Linked DNA regions of Mus musculus: regions 1 and 2 are each linked to region 3. Evidence: chromatin contacts called from public HiChIP or PLAC-seq and promoter capture Hi-C data. All regions are on one chromosome and are shown on one strand. Each heading gives the region's core, a stretch centred on a gene start, on an enhancer-like site or on the middle of the called end of the contact. The rest is flanking DNA. Distances are from core to core; before and after follow the strand shown.

Region 1 (3,202 bases), core at 189-2,688, 130 kb after region 3:
AAGCCAGGAATTGCTTATATCTTCTGGGACCCGCTTCGTTGGTGACCAGAATGTTGTCCACTGAAGAATGTCTTTCTTCAGTATGGGGGTGGGTAGGCTGAACCAAAGGCAGGGGTGAGACTCTGGAAGATAGAACTATACTCTTCAAAGTTACCTCCCCTAGGTCAGTCCCCAGAGGGTTGGTTGACAATACTTGCTGTCCTGGATCTTCTAAAAAACTTTGATACCCAGATAGACTGAAGATCTTCTGGTTGGTTAGCCCTCCTAAAGGCAGCCAAAACTGTACTCTGGCCTTCGTGTGTGTGTGTGTGTGTGTGTGTGTGTGTGTGTGTGTGTGTGTGTGTTCTTGGATCCACTTACTGTTCTGCCCTCCTCCACAAGCTGTGAGAGGATAAAGCATCATCTTCGCTTTGTTGTATGGCATAGGCTCCAGGTCCTCAGTAGAATTCCCAAGGTCAGAGGTATCTTCCAAGTAAAACCCTGAGTTCCTACCACCTGGTCCAGCATCACAAACAAGCCAGTTGCTGGCTCCAGCTTTCATTCCACACCTACATCACGATTCTGCTCAGAGTGAACTTTCTAGGGTAGGAGCTAGGTGGGTATGTTCTTAGGGGCGGTGTTTAGAGACAGGACTTCTGCTCTCTGAATTCTGCTCTCTGAACTCCCCCAGAGACCAACTCCAGCTGGGGCTCAGAGTGAGAGGGCTCTTAAAGAAGATTCTGGCTCTCGGGGTGTAGCCATGGTAGAGAGATCAGGGGCAATGTTCTAGTTGGGGTTCTGCCAGTTTGGGCAGAGGAGCTCCAGACCTCAGGCACAGCAGCAACACCTGATCCAGTAGAAGCATCTCCTGCATAGCCTCGGGTGGTGGTGAGGGTGAGGTGGGAAGTAAGTGTGTGTGTGTGTGTGTGTGTGTGTGTGTGTGTAGCAGAAAGCTGCAGCATCCTAGCCTAAGGGCCTAGCTCCTTCACAGTTTTGTGCCCGCTCTGGTGAACCAAGAGCACAGAAAATGTGGAAGGACACAACCCTTCCCCTTGGCACCATCTTAAAGATTACCTAAGGCAGGGGATGCTGGGCAGGGAACAGGAATGAAGGGATGAAAGGAGTCAAGTCCTTTTCCAAGTTTATGTGAAGTGTTATTTTCCTGGTGGGTGTTACTGTAAATGCTCTCCTTAGAAATATCAAATGGTCGCTCTTTTCTCACTCAGAATGCCAGGTCTCTGGGCAGTGCTGTGCAGCGCCCTATGGTGCGCCGGGTTGGCGGAGCAGGCTCAGGTTCAAGCAGCCACAGAGGCGGAGCGCGTGTGTCCTCCAGAGCAGCTAGAGAGGCCGGAGGGGATGGGCGGGGCCGGGCGCGCGTCCGTTGCCAAGGCCGCGCGGCCCTAGAGACCGGGTGCTGGTGGCACGCGCAAGCGCGGTGGCGAGCTGCGGTGCACTGTGGGATGGGAGACCGGCGCGCCGGGACGGCGGGCATCTCGGGGCACCGGGCAGAGGCGCGGCGCGCGAGGAGGGGCGCGAGCGGTCGCGGGCGGCAGCGCCATGAACGCCGCAGTGGTGCGGCGGACGCAGGAGGCTCTGGGCAAGGTGATCCGGAGGCCGCCGCTCACCGAGAAGCTGCTCAACAAGCCACCGTTCCGCTACCTGCACGACATCATCACCGAGGTAGGCGCGGGCTGGTGCGCGTCAGGTTGAGGTGGGGTGAGGGTAGGGGTAGAGTGCGGAACGGGTTAAGGGTCCGGGTAGTGGCGGGACGGGTTGAGGGTTGGGGTAACGGTGTTGAAGGTTATGGTTAAGTGCGGGACCGAGCGAGTGTCGGAGTGAGGGTCCGGGTAGGGTGAGAGTCGAGGTAGGATGCGCGTCTGAGTAGGATTCGTTTCGGGGTGAGAGTCAGAATTAGGGCCGGATCAAGGCGAGTGACCAGGTAGCGTGAGGATCGCGTTGAGGGACCGGGTAGTGTGAGGGGCGTTGTAGGATGCCAATCAGGGTTTGGGTCGAAATGAGGATTAGTCTCAGATGAAGGTGAGGATCAGGGTCAATGGTAAGGTCTGTGTGGCTCCGAGTGCTGATTGGATTGAGAGTGCGTTGAGGGGTGGAGGTGCAGGTCCAGGTCCAGGTGAGGGTCAGGGTTAGGTTCCAGTTGGAGTCAGGGTAGAGTAGCGGGTGCTGGTCTAGTGGTTTGGGTGGAGATAGAAGGCCCGGGTCAGAGTCTAGGTCTGTGGGTTAGGGTGCTGGAGCCAGAAGGTGAGGCTGAGAGGAGGTAGAGGCCCGGGCTGACATCGGTTTATTGAGTGTGAGCCTCGGGACAGGGTCTAGGCTCAGGGTCAAGTTGCTGTTAGGAGCTGGAGGTATGTTGGGGCTCTGGAATTGGGCTGTGCTTATACTTGAGGCCTGGGTAGGGTGCAGGTCCTTGTCTGGGACCTTCTGAGCATTCAGTGGTGCCTTCCATGTTAGGTTCCCAGGCCCACTAGGTCTTGGGACCTGCCTTACTTTACTTCTCCCAACCTGCAGCACTTACCATTATGTCTCTTTAGAGCTTGTCTTCTATTTGTTAGTGAGTCTCCAGGAAGCTGCATTGGATGAGGTACATAACATTGTACAACAGTTACAATTGTGTGGAGTCTGTCTGGGCTCTTGGTAACCCCAAGAGTGTCACTGCAGGGGGTACACAGAATGGGCATGGTACTCCAGAAGGTGCTGTGGAACTTGGGGTATGGTTGGGACTTAGAAGTCCAGAGCTCAAGGTCTCTCCCAGTGTTGACCCTCAGACTTTCTCGTCTCAGTAGGTTGAGCACTGTAGTCTACCCTTCTCGTTACTCATTTGGCCCTCCTACCTTAGCTTGTAATAGGTACTGTCTCGGAACATGGCCCTGTCTGTTAATCTTACATGTGTCCAGAAATGCTCAGGAATCCACCCACATCCCAAGGTGCTCTGCCGCCTGGTAGTCTCCTCTCCCAGTCTGTGAGGCGTTTGTAGCCTATCCTGGAAGGTCTGAGGAAGGGACTGGTGGTGTGGAGAGCCCTGGGAAGCAGGCAGTTGCCACTCTTCAACAGTGAAGGAGTCAAGAAGACTCAGGCATCATGGCACCGGCCTATCACAGTGGAGACTGCTAGGCCTGTGTTTTTATTCTGTTAGTACCCTCAGCCCATGGCTTACGGGGAGTGCTACTCAGCCTCAGATCACTCAGGAACGGAGTGGGGCTTATGG
Region 2 (3,565 bases), core at 295-2,794, 170 kb before region 3:
TTTGTTCTCCTAGGACTGTGTAGGATGAGCTGTAGGGATGTCAGAGCCACCCACACAGACAGAAGATGCCCTGAAGACCTGGTGTGGGGGGAAAGATGGTGCAGAGGATTGTTCTCAGCTTGCCCTCATGTTCTCGGGATGTCCTTGCTCTCTTCACCTCCAGTTCCTTTGTGGGAGCCATCTGTCACTGATGTAGTGTCGTGCAAATGCTGCTCCCAGGTGCCTGGTTACTTCTGGGCATCGTTGTGATGTGGCAGGGACCGTCATCTGCTAGGACTGCCCTAGAGTCTCAGAGCCTCTGAGGACAGAGGTTCCCCTAGGAACCCCCTGTGGGTTACTGCTACCTGAGAAGTCCTGAGCCCACATCTCCAGAGCGTCTGTGGTAAGCACGCTCAGGATGGCAGCCGGCACTAGCACTCTGATGTCATCCACTCGTGATGGCTTCTCTCTGTGTGTGATGCTATGTGTGCTCAGCTGAGGCACATATAGTAGTAGAGAGAAGGAGCAGAGGAGCGATGCTGAATTCTGAAGTTATGCACAGCCGAGGGGCACGCCTGTCCTGACAGGCAGCTGAGAGAGCAGCATTGTCTCCGTCTAGGTTTCAGAGGCAGCAGTCCCCAGTGGTTACATTTGCCTGCACATAGAGTCAGCCTTTTGACTCCAAAGCTTAAAGTTTGAGGCAGTTTTACTGTTTGTTGTTGCTTGTTCTTTATGAGAGATTAGGATGTTCTTCCAATTACAAAATGAAACTACTCTCTGCCTGCGGAGCTGCCCGTGGCCCCAATCCACACTCTCCAAGGCAGGAAGGGATGAGTTTATGAGTCTAGCAGAAGAAAGATGGGGCTGAGCATAGCAAGTCTCCCCCTTGGGAGGTGGAGGGGTGATCTGAGAAGAATGGGAGGTACAAGGACCAGGTCAGGTAGGGTCAGCTCTACAGCTAGACCAGGGAGGCCCAAAGACTATCCAGGAGATTTTTGTCTTGGCAGAATGCTGGGGGTGGGGTGGGGGGAAGCATTCTCCTGGAAGTGTGGAGGGGACATGATTGGTCCTTCTGGGCCCCCAGCCTCCAAGTGCCCTTTTCTGTTGGGGACCATCTCTCCACAGAGGCAGCACAGTCTCTCCTGTGTACTAGCTCTGCAGGACAGGAGTGCATCTCCTATTCCCCTCCCTGGCCCCTTCACAGGGGACTTGGGGACACCAGATCTCTTTAGCTGATCCTTGGTGTCGACATCAGCACACACCGGGTTCTAATGCATGGCACCCAGAACCTTCCCTGAGGCACCCCCTTCTCTGCCCTAAAACTGACTCTTCCAGAACAGGAAGGAAGGCCAAGTCACTCTTGATCCTCTCCATTGCCTAGCCAGTACCTTGCACCAGTGGTGACCCCAGGTACCCTGCCTTCCTTTCCTAGCTGTGTTTCCTGGCAGTGGTGTGTGGGTATCTCAGGCATTTGGTGAAAATGTATGTGCCACTCTGCTGCGTGCCAGGGACGACTGCCCCTGTGAGTCAGAAAGGAGTGGGAGGTGAAAGCAGGGCAAATGTGGTTTTAAAAAAAAGTCTTTGCCCCCTCACCCTGAGCACCCCGGATGTGGCTGTGTCTATGTCTATGGAGGGTGTGCTGGCTTCCTGCAGCTATGGGCAGCTGGAGGAGGACAGCTTGGGGCACGGAGTTCATGAAAGGGGGAGTCATATGAGGTACAAGGCAGGTCTGGGTGCCAGGAGCCATAAAGTATAGGGGATAAATGGAGAGAGGACCCTTGACACTCACACGAGGTCTCATCCCAGCTTCTGGAGCTTGCTGTACATTTGAGGCTTCCTGACTACCACAGGAAGGCTTCCACAGGGGATCCTGGTGGGACAGAGATGGTGTTACCCTTTCCCCAGCCTCCACTGTGGCTGACATGATCCTCAAGTGTGCGCTGCTGGCTCCGAGGTCCCCAGGTGTGCTCACTGTACTCTTGTGGCCTGAGCATCCATATACTGGCTGCTTCATGAGCTCAAGTGCAGTTCAAGTACTTGCTGGGGAGTGGTGCCTTGCTGTCCTCTGTGTTTCCTAGGGCTCTAGGTTGGGCCCAGAAAACTTCCAGCAGCCCCTCCATGGCCCCTCAAGAGCAGAGGTCTCTCACTGAAGGCTGTGGATTGCCTCCCAAGAGCGATTTCCATCTGTCAGCCTTTCCCTTGGACAGGTCTCCACTCACGACGGCTACTCCTTAGCTTTTCCTAAAAGTCCCCAGGTCTCAGCTTTGTTCTCAGGACTCTAGTGTGTACCAACACCTAGCTCCTTTCCTCACCAGCCCCATCTCAGAGTTGTGGGCATCTCTGTGCCAAGCCTACCATCCTGACACAACCTCCTTCAACCTCTTCCTGAGTGGCTAGCCTCCCAGGGTATCCTACCCTATCCAGTCTCGACCTATTGATTAGTGATGCCTGTGGGGAGTCTCAGACTGGCTGGCACTAGCCTGGTGGCATGTCTGCCTGCAGTGAGAGCAAGCTCAGATTTGCAGAGCTCTGCCACCAGGCCACACGTGGTTCCACATGCTGCTGGGGACAGGGCTCTGGTGTGCTATTTGGCTTTTTATTTTTAATTAAACGTAGGGCTTCAGTTTCACTGCTTTGGCCTCACTGTCAAGATACATGCTCCAGAGTCTGTTATTACCATACAAGGATGGTCCCACGCCCAACTCACTGCCAGGGAATTCACTGTGTGCCACTTTGTGAAGTTTTGCTCGGTGCCATACCACCCTGGCTTCAGAAACACTGATTCTAGCCATGCTGGGCACCCTGTCCAGACTCAGGCAGTCCTATGCCAGCCCTTTTCCCTAGACCATGGTGGGCCAAGCACATGAGTGTGGAGATCACTTTCTAGGGGATACTCCAGTTTCTGCTGCATAGCTGGGCTTCAGCCCTCATGGATATCTCCTGTCCCCTGGGGTCCATCTGTCCTGGTCAGGCAGCTGATGGCTCTGTTCCTATGATCAGAACTCTTTCTCCTCCTGTTCTCCGCCCAACTTGAAACATCTCGCTCTCTGTGAGCTACTCAGTGCCTCTGCTGTGTCCATGGCCTCAGTATCCGGGGCTGGGCTGGCAGATGCCAGATCTGTATCCTTCCAATGGTCCACCCATTAATGTATCCTTCCTGGCAGCACTGTGGGTGACACTGGGTGGTACCCTCCAGTCCCTTTGTTCCCCACCCTCTCTGTGCTCCTCAGCTCTTCCTTACCTGCCCCACCATGACAACCTCAAAGGACAGGCCTTGCCCTTTGACTTCACTCCAAGCTTCTCTAGGGTCTTATCTCAAGCCAGCACCAGAGCTACATCTTGGGCTATGAGAGCCAGGACCAAATTCAGCTCTGGTCTGCACCACCTCTGGCACTGACACTTCAACTCTTTTCTCATGTGAGGCCTCGGTTTTCTCATCAGTAAATAGATAGTTATGATAGGGCCACCCTTCAATAGAACATGATGGAGCTAACAGTTCTGAAGAGCCCAGCTCTGGCTCCCCTGTGCTGTCTGGAGCCTACGGGCCTTGCGTCTCCAACCTCTCCAGACCGTGTTCCTGAGCCTG
Region 3 (3,350 bases), core at 306-2,805:
TCTTGAGGCCGCACAGCCAGTCAGCCTCAGGCAGGCTCCCACTGTCTTTGAGTAAAGGGAAGATTTCATGCCCATGACCTCATCAGCCTACAGCCTTCCTTTGAAGAAAGAGGGACACGGAGAAAGCTTGGCTCATTGAACTGCCGGGAAGCTGGGTCAAGGCCATGACATGAGGTCCCAGGAATGAGGATTAGATTTCTGCCATGCAAGAAGGCACAGGGAGGTCACTCGCTGCTCTCCTGCCGGGCCCGACTCACTCAGAATGTTCACTCAGACCCAGGCACCACCACACTCAAGGGTCCCACTTCTGAATCAGAGATGCCACTCCTTTGAGGCTGTGGACCCTATGCTTAGCGCCCTGTGAGCTTTGCCATGCACTCCTGTCCTCCTGAGGACCTTGCTTTCAAACAGGACCCTGCAAACATGCGGGAACCTTTCCTGAATGGCTAGAGCTCTGGGGCTATGCGCCTGAACTGGACCGCGTCATTACCTTGAGCTAGGGTCCAGGAAGCCATGCCAGTACCAGAACTATTTGGATCTGGGCCCTCTGGAAGAACCCATGACATCACTAGGACAGTCCGTTGTTTGGGAAAATAACTACTTTCACATGGCAACAGATCTGGTTGTCAGCGCTCCAGCTGGGGCCCTCACTGTGAACAGAGCAGGGTCACTTGATATCTTAGGGTCATGCTTCCCAAATCAAGTCCCTTCTTTGGACTCCCTCTTCTAGCCTTTAAGGGCACCTGGACGCACACAATTTAAGATTAAAACAAATCAAGCAAGCAAGCAAACAAAGGAAAAAACAAAAAACAAAACAAAACAAAACAAAACAAAAAAAGAAACAAAGAAACCCAGGTGTGCTGCTTTATCTACAGCCAATGTAATGACAGCAGCTCAAGGCAGCTAGGCCTGCCTCTCTGGAGGAGAACCACCCAGAAAAGGCCTCCTCGCAGTTCATCCTTTAGGATTTGCCACATCTGTCCTGGTTGAATGCTCCGTGGTGGGCAGTGGGCAGCAGTCTGAGCTCCATCTGCCTGGCTTAGGACATCAGAGGGATCCGACCTTTCAGCCAGACTGGGTCAGTTCTCTGTAGCTGCTAGTAGCAGACTCCGTAGCTGGAGCCTGAGAGGTGCCAGCTGTGCAGATACATCCGGGGTGGGGAAGAGCAGGGAAACCTTAAAAGTGCTCCAGGTTCCCCAGCTTGAAAAGGAGGAGCCATAAGGGCTGCCATATTCTCAGGTACTCAACTTGTCATTAAGGCCTGGAACCATGAGAAAAGAAGAGACCCGGGGCGGGGGGAGGTCCTAAGAAGACGTGCAGAATGGTGCAGTGGGTGTCCTTAGAGAAAGGGGGGGGTGTCTTAGAAAGCCTCGGGTGCAGGGCTAGGAGAAGAGAAGCTAACCCTGGGCTACAGGCAGCAAAGTGGAGGCGTGCACGGACCGGATCGGGCGCCCGCCTCCTCAGGGTCCCCTGTGCCTGCAGAGCGTGCCCTAGCCGCGAGGGGGCGACGGCAGCGAGGGCGGCGCGCGCGAGGCGGGGGATTCAAGCGCGTTATAAGGCGCCGACCTGACCAGCCGTGCTCTTTACTGCCGCCGCCGCCGCCAGCATGGCCTCGACCCGCCGCCCCGTCGGAGCTCGCACGCTGCTCGCCTGCGCCAGCCTACTCGCCGCCATGGGCCTCGGTGTCCCTGAGTCCGCGGAGCCCGTGGGGACTCATGCACGCCCGCAGCCGCCCGGGGCCGAGCTGCCCGCCCCGCCAGCCAACAGCCCGCCGGTAAGACGCAGCCGCGCCCCACATCTTCCTGTCCCGGGGGGCCCTAAGACGGTGGGGAAGGTGGCACCCCTTGCTGCGCAGTGTCCAACACTGGGGATACGTCGCTCTCAGGGGCTCTGTGAGACCCAGGGTTGGGTGGATGCGTCCTCTGTACCGTGGCTTTGGCGGCAGAACTCCACTAGGCCAGTAGGAGAGATTGGGAAAGGTGTGAAATGCAGTTAACTTGCTCCTCGTGAAACTGGAAGACTGGTGAGAGAGCGGGGCTCCCAGATCTAGTTCCTTTTTGTTAGGTGACTGCGTCTGGGAAAGGAGTGATGTAACCAGGCTCTGCCTGCGATCCCTCCCAAGATCTCCACCTGAACTGCTGGGGTGGAGACGCAGGCTGGGGAGGGTGTGGCTAGAGGCCTGGGGAGGGTGGATTGGTAGCCTTCATTGGAGCTGGTCAGTCCTGTTGGTGAGAGTTCAGGGAAGAATTTCAGGGTCTAGTTGATCGCTCATGCTGTGGGCCAGGCACAAGGAAACCCCAGGCCAGCGCGCTCTTCAGTTCTCAGCACCCCAGGGGCCAACAAAACATCCACTAAGACAGCTGGAGATGGTTACAATACCTCCCTCTGCAAGGCATCCCTGGGTCCTTCCACCATCCCATTTCTGCCTCCTTTGGTGGGAGTAAACATGTCCTTGTTGTCTGAAGCCTCCCCCTGACCCCCAGCCATCAGCCTTCAAAACTTTCATGAGGTCCAGACATAGTCACCAGGAAGTGGGGAGTAGGCTGGACCTTCCCAGTGGAATGTTGGCCTTGAACCCTCTTTGGGAGGGGCAAGGTGTCACCAGTTCCCTGATAGCTGGAACCCAGCTCCCACTCCAACTCCTGGGGCCCCTGACCAACATGGCTCCATGTATTTTCGGTGCTGCCCTCAAGTTGACAGTGGTGCGAGTCTGTACACAGGCCACCGGTCCCCTGGAAGGGTCAGTACACCTGTTCTGACCTATAATGGAAGCACTGCACTGTGAGTGTCCACTGAGGGCATCAGACAGCAAGAAGCATAGAAGCCTCCATCATCCTGACACAGCAGCCTGGCCTGTGACCCACAAGACCCCGGTTTGGGTAGTTTTGAGATCCTGGGTCTTTCTGTCAGACACTGGAGTCTGTGCCCTTGACTTCTTCTAAGGCCTCTTGAATGGTTCATTCCTTTCCTAGCTGGTAGCCCTACATGGAACCCAGACCATTAGAGGCCTATTAACTGTCCTATTTGCCAAAGGCCTCTGCCAGGAAACAAGGCCACTCTCAGAGCTTGAATCCTTGGGCCAGTGTTTTAGAAAGCTGAGAAAAGTAAAGGCCTAGCTAGAGTCATGACATCCGGCTCCTCTGCCCCACTGCTCCCCATGCCCTGTGACCACAGTGGCCCTGAGGCTGGTCTCCCTGACACTTCTGACTGTGGGGAGGGACAAAATGACCTGTTGTCACCCAGTATTCATATATTCATAGTCACCTCCTAAGCAACTGTGGGTTCCAGTGACTGTCAAAGGACGGTGACACTCAAGGAAAAGCAAGAAGATACATCCCAGAGCACCTGCT

What was found. HiChIP or PLAC-seq counts read pairs in DNA pulled down with a chosen protein or histone mark. Capture Hi-C pulls out chosen DNA fragments and counts their contacts.
Region 1: a contact with region 3 is called in a promoter capture Hi-C map of adipose tissue. The contact joins the promoter of Traf3ip1 here to the promoter of Erfe in region 3. A contact is called at or near these places in 16 of 39 promoter capture datasets (the 3T3-L1 cell line, the C10 cell line, the HPC-7 cell line and 10 more), 3 of 15 datasets of contacts at CTCF or cohesin (the G1E-ER4 cell line, embryonic stem cells and pro-B cells), 19 of 484 Hi-C or Micro-C datasets (B cells, ECoMG myeloid progenitors, the G1E-ER4 cell line and 11 more), 6 of 115 datasets of contacts at active chromatin or transcription factors (the 230-238 cell line, bone marrow-derived dendritic cells, embryonic stem cells and 3 more) and 3 of 9 other capture datasets (adipose tissue, liver and pancreatic islet).
Region 2: a contact with region 3 is called in a FOXA1 HiChIP or PLAC-seq map of pancreatic cancer cells. The contact joins the enhancer-like site here to the promoter of Erfe in region 3. A contact is called at or near these places in 10 of 39 promoter capture datasets (the 3T3-L1 cell line, the C10 cell line, the HPC-7 cell line and 5 more), 12 of 484 Hi-C or Micro-C datasets (the AML12 cell line, B cells, cerebellar granule neurons and 8 more), 8 of 115 datasets of contacts at active chromatin or transcription factors (the HPC-7 cell line, double positive thymocytes, embryonic stem cells and 4 more) and 1 of 9 other capture datasets (adipose tissue).

What each region holds. Positions count from the first base shown.
Region 1 is chr1:91,493,230-91,496,431 of GRCm38.p6, forward strand. Traf3ip1 (TRAF3 interacting protein 1) reads left to right here and starts at 1,439. Exons shown (of 15, transcript NM_028718.2): 1 at 1,439-1,659. The coding sequence starts at 1,537.
Region 2 is chr1:91,191,912-91,195,476 of GRCm38.p6, forward strand. The region is part of intron 1 of Ramp1 (receptor (calcitonin) activity modifying protein 1); the gene reads left to right. Among named protein-coding and RNA genes, the nearest start is that of Ramp1, 14 kb to the left of the region's middle. Within about 2 kb of position 1,545, at least 76 of the 459 cell types and tissues checked have an H3K27ac peak or open chromatin away from gene starts, as enhancers often do. A contact at or near this core is called in the HPC-7 cell line, adipose tissue, double positive thymocytes and 3 more, where this site is marked.
Region 3 is chr1:91,364,875-91,368,224 of GRCm38.p6, forward strand. It overlaps Erfe (erythroferrone), which reads left to right and starts at 1,556. Exons shown (of 8, transcript NM_173395.2): 1 at 1,556-1,774. The coding sequence starts at 1,607.